3 separate regions of the Mus musculus genome follow, and all the other regions are linked to region 2. Evidence: chromatin contacts called from public HiChIP or PLAC-seq and promoter capture Hi-C data. All regions are on one chromosome and are shown on one strand. Each heading gives the region's core, a stretch centred on a gene start, on an enhancer-like site or on the middle of the called end of the contact. The rest is flanking DNA. Distances are from core to core; before and after follow the strand shown.

Region 1 (3,003 bases), core at 474-2,973, 250 kb before region 2:
TGCAGGTGTGGGGAGGCGTGAGTGGCCTGCACACTCAGGCCTTGGGTCCGAGGCTCACCTGCAGGATGAGGACGAAGCAATCGGCCGGCTTGTTCCGGGTGTACAGGTAGTGGCGAACGCAGTACCTGTTGTGCTCATTGAACCTGAGCTCCTGAATGACGTCGGGGTACTTGAGCAGCCGGAGCAGGATCTTCTCTGACATCAGAGAGGGGCTAAACTGGGGCACCTCTGCAGGAGAGAGACAGGACTTCACAGGTGCCCGCCCGGGACAGGCAGCCAACATGGACGTGACCACGCCACTCTGTACTAGAATGGCTTCCTCCCTGCTTGGGCCATTTCTTCAGCCTGCACCTCCCTGGGAAGTACCACGCTTGGCTTCTGCGGCTTAGATGGCATCAGCCAGCTTCCACAGCTCCAGTAGAGCAGTCATGCCCTTTGGCAGACTACTGAACTTACATGTCTCCATTTTCTCATCAGGGAGATAGGGACACGACTTCCCTGGGTGGTCTCATGCTTAAGTGGCACCACAGGTAGAGTATTCTTGGCTGGTGCATGTTAATTAAGTGTTCCTACAATTACTACTCTGCATCATATCGGAAAAACACAAAGGAAAAGGGGTTTACCGACACTTTTAGCAAGTGGGCCTGAAGGGAAGTGGCAGCATGGGTGGCAGGGTTTGTCTCAACTGTCACCCATGTCCCAGAGGTGCTTTAAATTAGAGGGACGGGAGGAGTGCTGCTGAGGTACACGTCAGCTCTGTAGGAACCAGCCCAGCACAGCACAGCACAGAGGGAAGGTGGAAGCCCTACTTCAGGGCAGGTTAGCAGGTCAGAGGGAGACAGCCTGAAGGGCCCGGGGGCCGGGTACTCCCTTGGATGTCTCAGCGCTTGCTCTGTACACTAGCTAGACTGTGTCTGCGAGTCTGTGGCAGCCGTGGTGAACATGATGATCTCTGTGGGAGGAGGGGGGTAAGATACCCAGACCTCTCCAAGGTGAGTGTGTGCCAGCACTCAGTGCTCTCCTTGGGAGGAATGGTCAGAGGCCCAGGGTTACTCCCTCTGTGACTACATTTCCTTCTACCCATGGCGGAAGGCGCTTCACGCTCTTACCTGTGGCCAGGAAGCGATGAGCAGCCAGAAGAAGCTGAGGTGAGATTTTCACTTTGAGTTCATTGTCAGTGTCCTTGAAGGCAGAGAAGTCACGCTTGTTTTTCACGGACACCCGTTTCCGGGTCCGATTATCAGCTGTAAGAGGAAAGGTCTGGACCTGAACTATACTTCCCAGGCTTCTCTCCACAGAGCAGCAGGCTCCAGGCAGGGAGGGTGAAGGAGGCTCAGCATTGTGCCCTTCCTCCCCACAGACAATACAGGGCACCTAGCTGACTACCAGACCTGACTCAGGGGTTCTGGGGCCTCCCCAGCCATGCCCTGTAGCCTCTCTGCCTAGGGATACCAGACTTCAGAGATACAATAGGATTCTGGGCCCATGGTGAGGGCTCAACTCACTGTACATGTCCGACTCATCGAGGATCTCGGACTTGATGATCTCCTCGATGACGTCCTCCAGAGTGACCAGGCCCAGCACCTCGTAGAAGGGGTCGCCCTCGCCCTCATTGTTCACCTTCTGCACGATGGCCAGGTGGGACTTGCCTGTGGGGACAGCACACTAGGTCAGGTATGAAGCAATGTCAACACATTAGGCTTGAGTCACTGGGCAGTCACCGGAGTCTGCCTTCCTTGCCAGGTTTCAGATACTGCTCTCATGACTAGGAGGACCACAGTGCTTGGAAAGGCCTTACATTGAGGACCTTTTGTTTAAAGAGTACAGAAACTGGGTATGGTAACTCACATCTGTTATCCCAATACTCGAGAAGCAAAAACAGGAGGATCGCTGCAAGTTTGAGGCCATCCTGGGTTATACAACCAAACCCAGGCTTGCCTAGACTATACTTAACCCCCTGTCACAAGAAGGGGAAAAAAAAAAGATGGAGAGGAGGAAGAAGAGGAGGAGGAGGAGGAGAGAATGACAGGCTGTGCCTGGTGCTGCCTGCCAGGGCTTCTGAGGCCTCCAGGAGGAGTGAGGCTGTAGTACAAGACCACAGGAAGCCCATGGTCAGGGCGTGCACATGACAGCTGGACAGAGAGTCTAGCAGCTGCCCACATGGCAGGCCCCTGGTGGGCATGGAGCACTAGGGAACCACTGAGCAGTCGGCCTTGCTCAATGCCAAAAATTCTTGACACTAGCTTGCCCACTGGGCCCTACAAAAAGGTTTCTAGCTAAGAAGCCACTTAGAACCCTATGCTGGGCTAGCTCAGGCCCCCCAAGCTGTGTGCTTTGCCAAAGGGGACAGCTGTTCATCATGGCAGAACCTTTCTTTCTCACAGAAGACACTTCTGTTAAGATCACCAGTGACCTTCAATGGGAAGGTTTTATTCTTAGAGGACCTGCTGGCCAGTGGTCCTTACTCCCTCCTGGAAACCCCTTTCCGTTGGCAACAGACATTTCCCTGCTGTATTCCTGGCCCCAGGGTGTCTTCCTTTTCTTTCTTTTCTTCCTTTTTCCTTTTCCTTTCTTCCTTTCCTTTCTTCCTTTTCTTTTTTTTAATTAAAAAAAATGTGTGTGTGTTTCCCTGGATGCACTCTGTGTACCACATGTACGTACTCTTAGTGCCCCTGGAAGCCAGCAGAGGGTGTCAGATCTCCAGAACTGAACTGGAGTGACAGTAGTTGTGAGCAGCCAGATTTTGTCTTCTGTAGCTTGTGCTGACCTTGAACTCATGAACCTCCCGACTGACTTAGTTTTTAAGGGCTTGAATTACAAGTGTGTAGAGGTGTGTTACTATCCTTGGTTCCTCCCTGACCTCTTAATGCTGGAGAGCTGAGTCCTTGCTAGTGACTTAAATAGACAAGTGTCAAGATAGCTCAAATTAAAAAAAAAAAAATCTGTTGCTTCAAGGCAGGGTCTCATGTAGCTGAACTTTCTGAAGCTCCCTGTGGAGCTGAG
Region 2 (3,213 bases), core at 165-2,664:
ATAATAAAAAAAATCTACAGAGCACTGATTTCAGAGGACAAATGTGCCACTTCAAAAGTCGGAGAGAAGATTTGGAGTAACGGTCAGTGCTTGCGTTCTCTCTCTTTCTTCTCTGTGTGAGTGTCTCCAGGTTGGCACACATGTGTGCAAGTCAGTGTCTCCAATTTGGTACACATGTGTGTGCATGGGTGTGCAAGCTAAAGATTAGTCTCAGCTGTCATTTCTCAGGACAATGTCCAGTTTGGTTTTCTGAGAGTGTCTCTCACTAGTCTGAACCACACCCATTTGGCTGGTAGCTTGCTGGCCAGTAAGACCCAAAGTTCTGCCTGTCTCTACCTCCAGTGTTTACTTGGCTAGTATGTTATGTGTGTGTGTGTGTATGTGTGTGTGTGCATGCACGTATGTATGCCTGTGTGTGTGTGTATGTATGAATATATGTGTGTGCCTGCACACAAGCTCAATTGACACTTCGTATTTTCCCCAGTCACTCGGTATTTATTGAGGTAGAATTCTTGAGCTCAAGAATTCTGGCTAGTGTGGCTAGCCACTTTGCCAGAGGAATTGTCTCTGCCTCCTGAGAACTGGGATTACAGGTAGCTATTACTACAATTTCTACAGGGGTCCTGGAGATCTGAACTGTAGTCTTCACATCTGGGCAGCAAATACTTTGTCTACTGAGTCATCTCCGCAGCCCGTGCCTGGCGTTTGCGGTGTATTCTGGGAATTGAGCTTAGGTTTCCAGCTTAGCAGCAAGAACCTTTGTCTTTTTTGCTTTCTTTTCCCCTGATGCTGCTTGGGTCTTGGAGGTGGTGATATAGGTGTTTCAGTCAGAGCTGAGATCATTTAGTCTCAGTCAGTTTGACTAGTTATGGATCTCTGCATTAACCAACATCACATACTCTAAAACAAATTTATAACTTTTTCTTCCTTTTGAGATAGGGCCTTGAACTCACAGAGATTCTTCTGCCTTTTTTTTTTTTTTTTTTTTTCTCGAGACAGGGTTTCTCTGTATAGCCCTGGCTGCCCTCGAACTCACAAATCCGTTTGCCTCTGCCTCCCGAGTGCTGGGATTAAAGGTGTGTGCCACCACGCCCAGCATGAGCTTCTTCTGCTTTTTGTGTCTTGAGTTTGTGTACGTTTATTTAACTTGAGAGGAATAAATAATAAAAATAGGGAGAAAAAGGTTGAAATAACTATCTGCCGGGGCGGTTGGACTGCGCCTTGAAGCTCACCTGCTTGAACTGGGTCTTCTAGGATCTTAAATTCAGGAGGCGAGCTGGCTCAACCAGGAGAGGGGAGGGGCCGAGAGAAGGGGCGGGTCTTATGCCGGTTTCATGGCCGCTGCGGGACTCTCTGGCAAACCCCCGCCGCACTCGATAGCCGGAAGTCGTCCTGCCTTCGCCTCTAGGAAGCGGAAGTGCAGGGGCAGCTGGCAACTGGGTTATTGCTTTGAGAAACCGGCTTGTGAGGAGCGGCGGGAAAGGCGCGTGTCGGCTTCTCACTGGCGCAGCCTCCCCGGCGATCGCCGCTGCTCCGCCCTGCCCAGGCGTCGTTGCAGACACCGGAGTGGACGAAGCGCGGCCCGGGCATGTGCAGCCGGGGGGATGCGAACACTGCGGATGCCGCGGCTGCGCGGCGGGTGACAGGTACCTTGGGTGGCGTGGGGAGGCCTCGGGAACAGGAGAGGGGCCAGCGCGGGAGGCGACCGTGAGTCCGAGTCACCTTGGGCTTCCTCTTGTACTCTGACTCGGTTTTCCCTCCAGTGTTCTCTCCACGAGCGCCTCAAGTCGTCCCCAGCGGTCTTCTGGGGACAGAGTGGCGGCGGGCTCACTCCAGCAGTCCTGACCCTGTTTGAAGTGTAGGAGGAGGAAGCGCCCCCAGGACTTTAGACCAAGTCTGACCCTAAGTAGGTTGAGAATCAGCATTTTGCATGATTCTGGAGAAACGAGTTGGCGTTTTTATAGGTTTCTGAGTTCAGGTGATGCATCTGTGGGTGATAAGATCTCTTGGCGTGAAATTGGACGGTTCACTTCACTTTTAGCTTGTGATCTGTGCATCTCCAAAACATTGTGATCGTGAGCTCTTCTTGCTGCTGGGCTGAAAGCTCTCTTGTTCTGCATTTGTTGCCAGGTTTGAAATGGAGAGAGTGTTTTGTTTGTTCTGAGACCTATGATCTTGCCCTTGCAGTGCCTTGGAAACATCTGTGCCCGTGCAAGCTTATTGTAGTATAAAGTTCTTTATTTCCTAGTAATACCTTGTACACTGCCAAACGCATGAAGACATAGTCATGTCTGTTTGCTTGTCCTACCCCTTTGGAGGTAGGGTCTCAGGATCATAGGCTACCCTTGGAATCCCGGCCACCACCAGATCTGCTTGGAGACATTTTACAAAGCTAGTTAACACTACAAAACTGGAGCAGATTGTAGCCTTTCCACTTGACTTGTTTTTGGTAAACTTAGCTGAAACTTTTCTTTCTTAAATAAAAAATTTTATTTTGTTTACTTAGATTTTGTTGTGTGTATACAGGACAACTTAGTGGAGTTAGCTTTCTCCATCCACCTCTGTGTGGCTTTCTTTTTAGGGCTCAATCTCAGGTCACCAGGCTTGCATGGCAAGAGCCTTTACCCACAGAGCCATCTTGCTAAAACTTTCTTTTTTGCTTTCTTGAGGGAGGAAGAGAAAGGGAGAGAGGATCTAGATATAGAGACACAAATTAAATGTCTGTCTCTCTGTCTGACTGTTTGTCTATATCAAGAGGTGGGAGAGAGAATATGAATTTGTTATGTAGAGACCAGAAGACAACTTTAAAGGATGGCTCTCTCCTTCCACCATGGGGGTCTGGGGATTGAATTCAAGTTTTCAGGCTTTGTAGCTATTGCCTTTATCCATTGAGCCATCTCCCCGGACCCAAAATTTTATTAAAAGAGGTAAAACAATACTTTGTAAAGTAGCAGGGTATCTTAGTGTGCATTTAACTATTGGGGAATAGATGGAGCTAAGGAGAAACCTTAGTTAGAACGTCTCTGGTGGGAGCCAATCCTTTGCATTCATATGAATAGTAACTTGTTGGAGTGGAAATCAAATGGATGTTTCACAGAGAAGAGCTAATAGGGATGGATGTATCAAGTTTAGCTAATTTCTTCTCACTTGGATTGGGTGTTTCCTGTTATTTTTCTTTGCTATACACCACACACACACACACACACACACACG
Region 3 (3,035 bases), core at 285-2,784, 200 kb before region 2:
TTCTCTGTAAAATTTACTCATGTTTGGAAGAGAGTTAGCTTTGACTGTGTCTATTGGGAAGATGTAGACACAAGTCTGATAAGTCCATTGTAGCTATCTATGGACCAGAGTCAGAGCTCAGCAATGCACACACGGTCGGGTCTGAGTGGGGTCGAGGGAGGCCTCCAGGAGGAAGTAGGTAAGAGGAAGCTAGTTTTCTGAAAGAAGTGAGCAATCAGGCAGGAAGCTGGAACTTGGTGAAATATGAACTCTGGGGTGTAGTACAACCAATTTAAGTTTATCCCTGACCAGCTTACAAGTAAGTGAGACTCAGACTATGGTTATTTTATTTGGCTTTGACAGTTTCTAGGGGTAACCCCTAATCTACTCTTCTAACTGCTGGCCTGGCTACCTCCCCAGTGGTACAGCCTAAGTACTTGGCTGCTTCTTCTGGCCATGGACTCATAGTCCATCTCGTCTCCTGGAGGCTTCCTCCCCTTCTTTCGTTCTTCCTCTTCTCCCCTGGTTTCTCTTCCTTCTGCTCTCTTCTCCACCCTCAACTAAGTAACTTAAAACCCACCTACCTCTAATCCCTCCCTCCAGTAATTGGCTGTAGTCAATTCTATTTAACCAATCATTTTAAATCAAGGAACAAGGTTTGCACAATAAAAGCATGTAACCCTGAAAATTCACACAGAATTTAGCATACACTTAATTTCTATAAATATCATCATGTGATGTTGGTTGATTGTGCTCGTCAACCCAGCATGTAACCCAGGCTGCCCTTTACACATTTTACAGTTTGCCAGATGTTTGTTTCTTTGGTTTGGTTTGCCTGTTTGAGACAGTTTGCCAGATGTTTGTTTCTTTGGTTTGGTTTGCCTGTTTGAGACAAGGTTTCTCTGTGTAGCCTTGGCTATTCTAGAACTTGCTCTGTAGACCAGGCTTGCCTCAAACTCAGAGATCCAAATACCGTTGCCTCCAAGCATTGGGATACAATCCGTGCACCACCACCACCCTGGAACCAGTCGTTTCATTCTAATGAATTACTTAGGTCACTCCCTAACTCACTGTGTTGACTTTGAACTCCTCACCTTCCTGCCTCAGTCTCCAGAGTGCTGGGATGACCTAATGCCTTCCCACATCGTAAGTCAAGTTCTTTACCAACACAGCTAGTCTTCAGTTCCTTCCACTCATTTTAGTCACGGATTTGTCTATTTTTCTTTTTACTTCTATGCCCTCTTGGCTGTTAGCTTGGCGGCCAGGTAGGTACAAATGGCAGTGACAATCGGGAAAAAAAAATGTTTTATCGCTTTAAATTTACTATAGAATGCAGAAACAAACTAAGAATCTCTATTACTAGCAGGCCTGGTGAAGCCTGGGACAAAAGCAGAGAAGGGAGTCTGGACATTCGGCAACGCCCCTTGCCTGGGTTGGCAAGGCAACTGCTACTAGTCAGCCAATCGGTGGGATACTCACCTGCGGGGGAGGGAACTCTCCAGGAGCCAATGGGAGATCGGGCCGATGGTTCCGCAGGCCAATGGGTTGGGCCACGGGGCGGGCTTTTTGATGAAGGGCCGGCGGTGGGAAAGATGGCGGCGGCTTCGAGACCCTCCTGGTGGCAGCGGTGGCGGCGGCGCGCGTGGGCTCGGGACGGGGCCAAGCTTTTGCTCTTTCTCCTTCTGTTGGGGTCTGGGCCGGGGCCGCGGCATGTCAGGGCGGGTCAAGCGGTGGAGTACTTGAAACGGGAGCACTCGCTGTCGAAGCCCTACCAGGGTGAGGCGCCCGGGGCGAGGTGGTCGTGCAGGGAGGGCTTGGGGACCGAGTCGGGACTGAGCTCGAGGACGCAGTCCCCGGCGGGAGGGGGCGCCCCGAGGATCTCCGCTCCTTTGAAGAGCCACAGGTCCGAAGGACAAGGGTCCGCCCCCCACCCCCGCCCCTTTCCGAGCGCTAGAAGTTTCTAGTAGGTCTAGGTAGGGCTCTCAGCTGTCACTAGTGTCAGGCTCGAAGGAAGAGGTGTTTGGAGTTGGACAGAAATATGAGGAGAGAGAACTGAGATAAATGAGGGATGGTTGAGGACCATTAGCGATGAGCCGGTGTCGGGATAGAGTGGTGGCTGCTCTGGATAGAAAGCAAGAACCCGGGTAGAACTCGGTCGGACTGAGGAAGGAGAGGGGGAAAAAAGTCTGTTTGCTGGTTAGAACACCTGCTCCTTCCTTCCCAGGCCGCGAGCCCTGATGATGAAAGAGGCTGGTTAGCATTGCTCTCTTCAGGGATTTCTAGATCTCTAAGCACAGCTCAGTGTCAGAAAATTGACACAGGTGTCTACAAAGAAGAGAAATTAATGCTGTTAGAGCTTAATACAAGTTTGTTTTTCTCGCAGAGCTGTGGATAGGGGGTGCAGGAAACACAAATTTAAACTGCAGAAAGCAGTTTGAATTTTTGTTACTAAGATGTCATTTCTGTTACTAAGATGTCATTATTTTACTGGTTGGTTGTAGTACCTCCTTAGTGTTGGTCCCTGCTGATACTATGGGTTAGTCTGGTTTTTCACCCTGGGGGTACTTATACTTAGTCTAAGGGATTTGGGGATAATCAGCTACACTTGAAAGATTGATTTTATTTTATTTTTTAAATTTTATTTATTTATTTATTTATTTATTTATTTTGTTTTTCGAGACAGGGTTTCTCTGTGTAGCCTTGGCTGTCCTGGAACTCACTCTGTAGACCAGGCTGGCCTCGAACTCAGAAATCCGCTTGCCTCTGCCTCCCAAATGCTGGGATTAAAGGTGTGTGCCATCACTGCCCGGCCTGAAAGATTGATTTTAAAAGAATATGTTTAAGCTCATAGGCTTTTGAGAATATATCTCTTTTAATATAAATGACAAAATTTTTGTCCTTTCATAGTGCTAAAGTTCACCCACACATACAGATCTCAACTACTGTTACTGTGCCATGTGTAAATGACAGCTCTGTGGTGGGTTGGATTCTTCAGCTGAAGAATTTAGCTGAAGGAAGTTTGGTGAGATGTCAGGTACCTGTGGTCCAGGAGCCTG

Evidence for each region. HiChIP or PLAC-seq counts read pairs in DNA pulled down with a chosen protein or histone mark. Capture Hi-C pulls out chosen DNA fragments and counts their contacts.
Region 1: a contact with region 2 is called in a FOXA1 HiChIP or PLAC-seq map of pancreatic cancer cells. The contact joins the enhancer-like site here to the promoter of Uggt1 in region 2. A contact is called at or near these places in 2 of 39 promoter capture datasets (the 3T3-L1 cell line and pre-B cells), 1 of 115 datasets of contacts at active chromatin or transcription factors (pancreatic cancer cells) and 1 of 9 other capture datasets (embryonic stem cells).
Region 3: a promoter capture Hi-C map of liver shows a contact between it and region 2. The contact joins the promoter of Lman2l here to the promoter of Uggt1 in region 2. A contact is called at or near these places in 2 of 39 promoter capture datasets (cranial neural crest and pre-B cells), 3 of 115 datasets of contacts at active chromatin or transcription factors (the SCID.adh cell line, effector CD8 T cells and pancreatic cancer cells) and 2 of 9 other capture datasets (adipose tissue and liver).

What each region holds. Positions count from the first base shown.
Region 1 is chr1:36,496,636-36,499,638 of GRCm38.p6, reverse strand. Cnnm4 (cyclin M4) reads right to left here. Exons shown (of 7, transcript NM_033570.2): 2 at 1,506-1,649; 3 at 1,110-1,244; 4 at 59-228. Among named protein-coding and RNA genes, the nearest start is that of Cnnm3, 14 kb to the left of the region's middle. Within about 2 kb of position 1,723, at least 13 of the 459 cell types and tissues checked have an H3K27ac peak or open chromatin away from gene starts, as enhancers often do. A contact at or near this core is called in pancreatic cancer cells, where this site is marked.
Region 2 is chr1:36,242,503-36,245,715 of GRCm38.p6, reverse strand. It overlaps Uggt1 (UDP-glucose glycoprotein glucosyltransferase 1), which reads left to right and starts at 1,414. Exons shown (of 41, transcript NM_198899.2): 1 at 1,414-1,646. The coding sequence starts at 1,589. Gm39625 (a long non-coding RNA gene) reads right to left here and starts at 1,407. Exons shown (of 2, transcript XR_865343.3): 1 at 1,233-1,407.
Region 3 is chr1:36,443,770-36,446,804 of GRCm38.p6, reverse strand. It overlaps Lman2l (lectin, mannose-binding 2-like), which reads left to right and starts at 1,534. Exons shown (of 8, transcript NM_001013374.2): 1 at 1,534-1,755. The coding sequence starts at 1,572.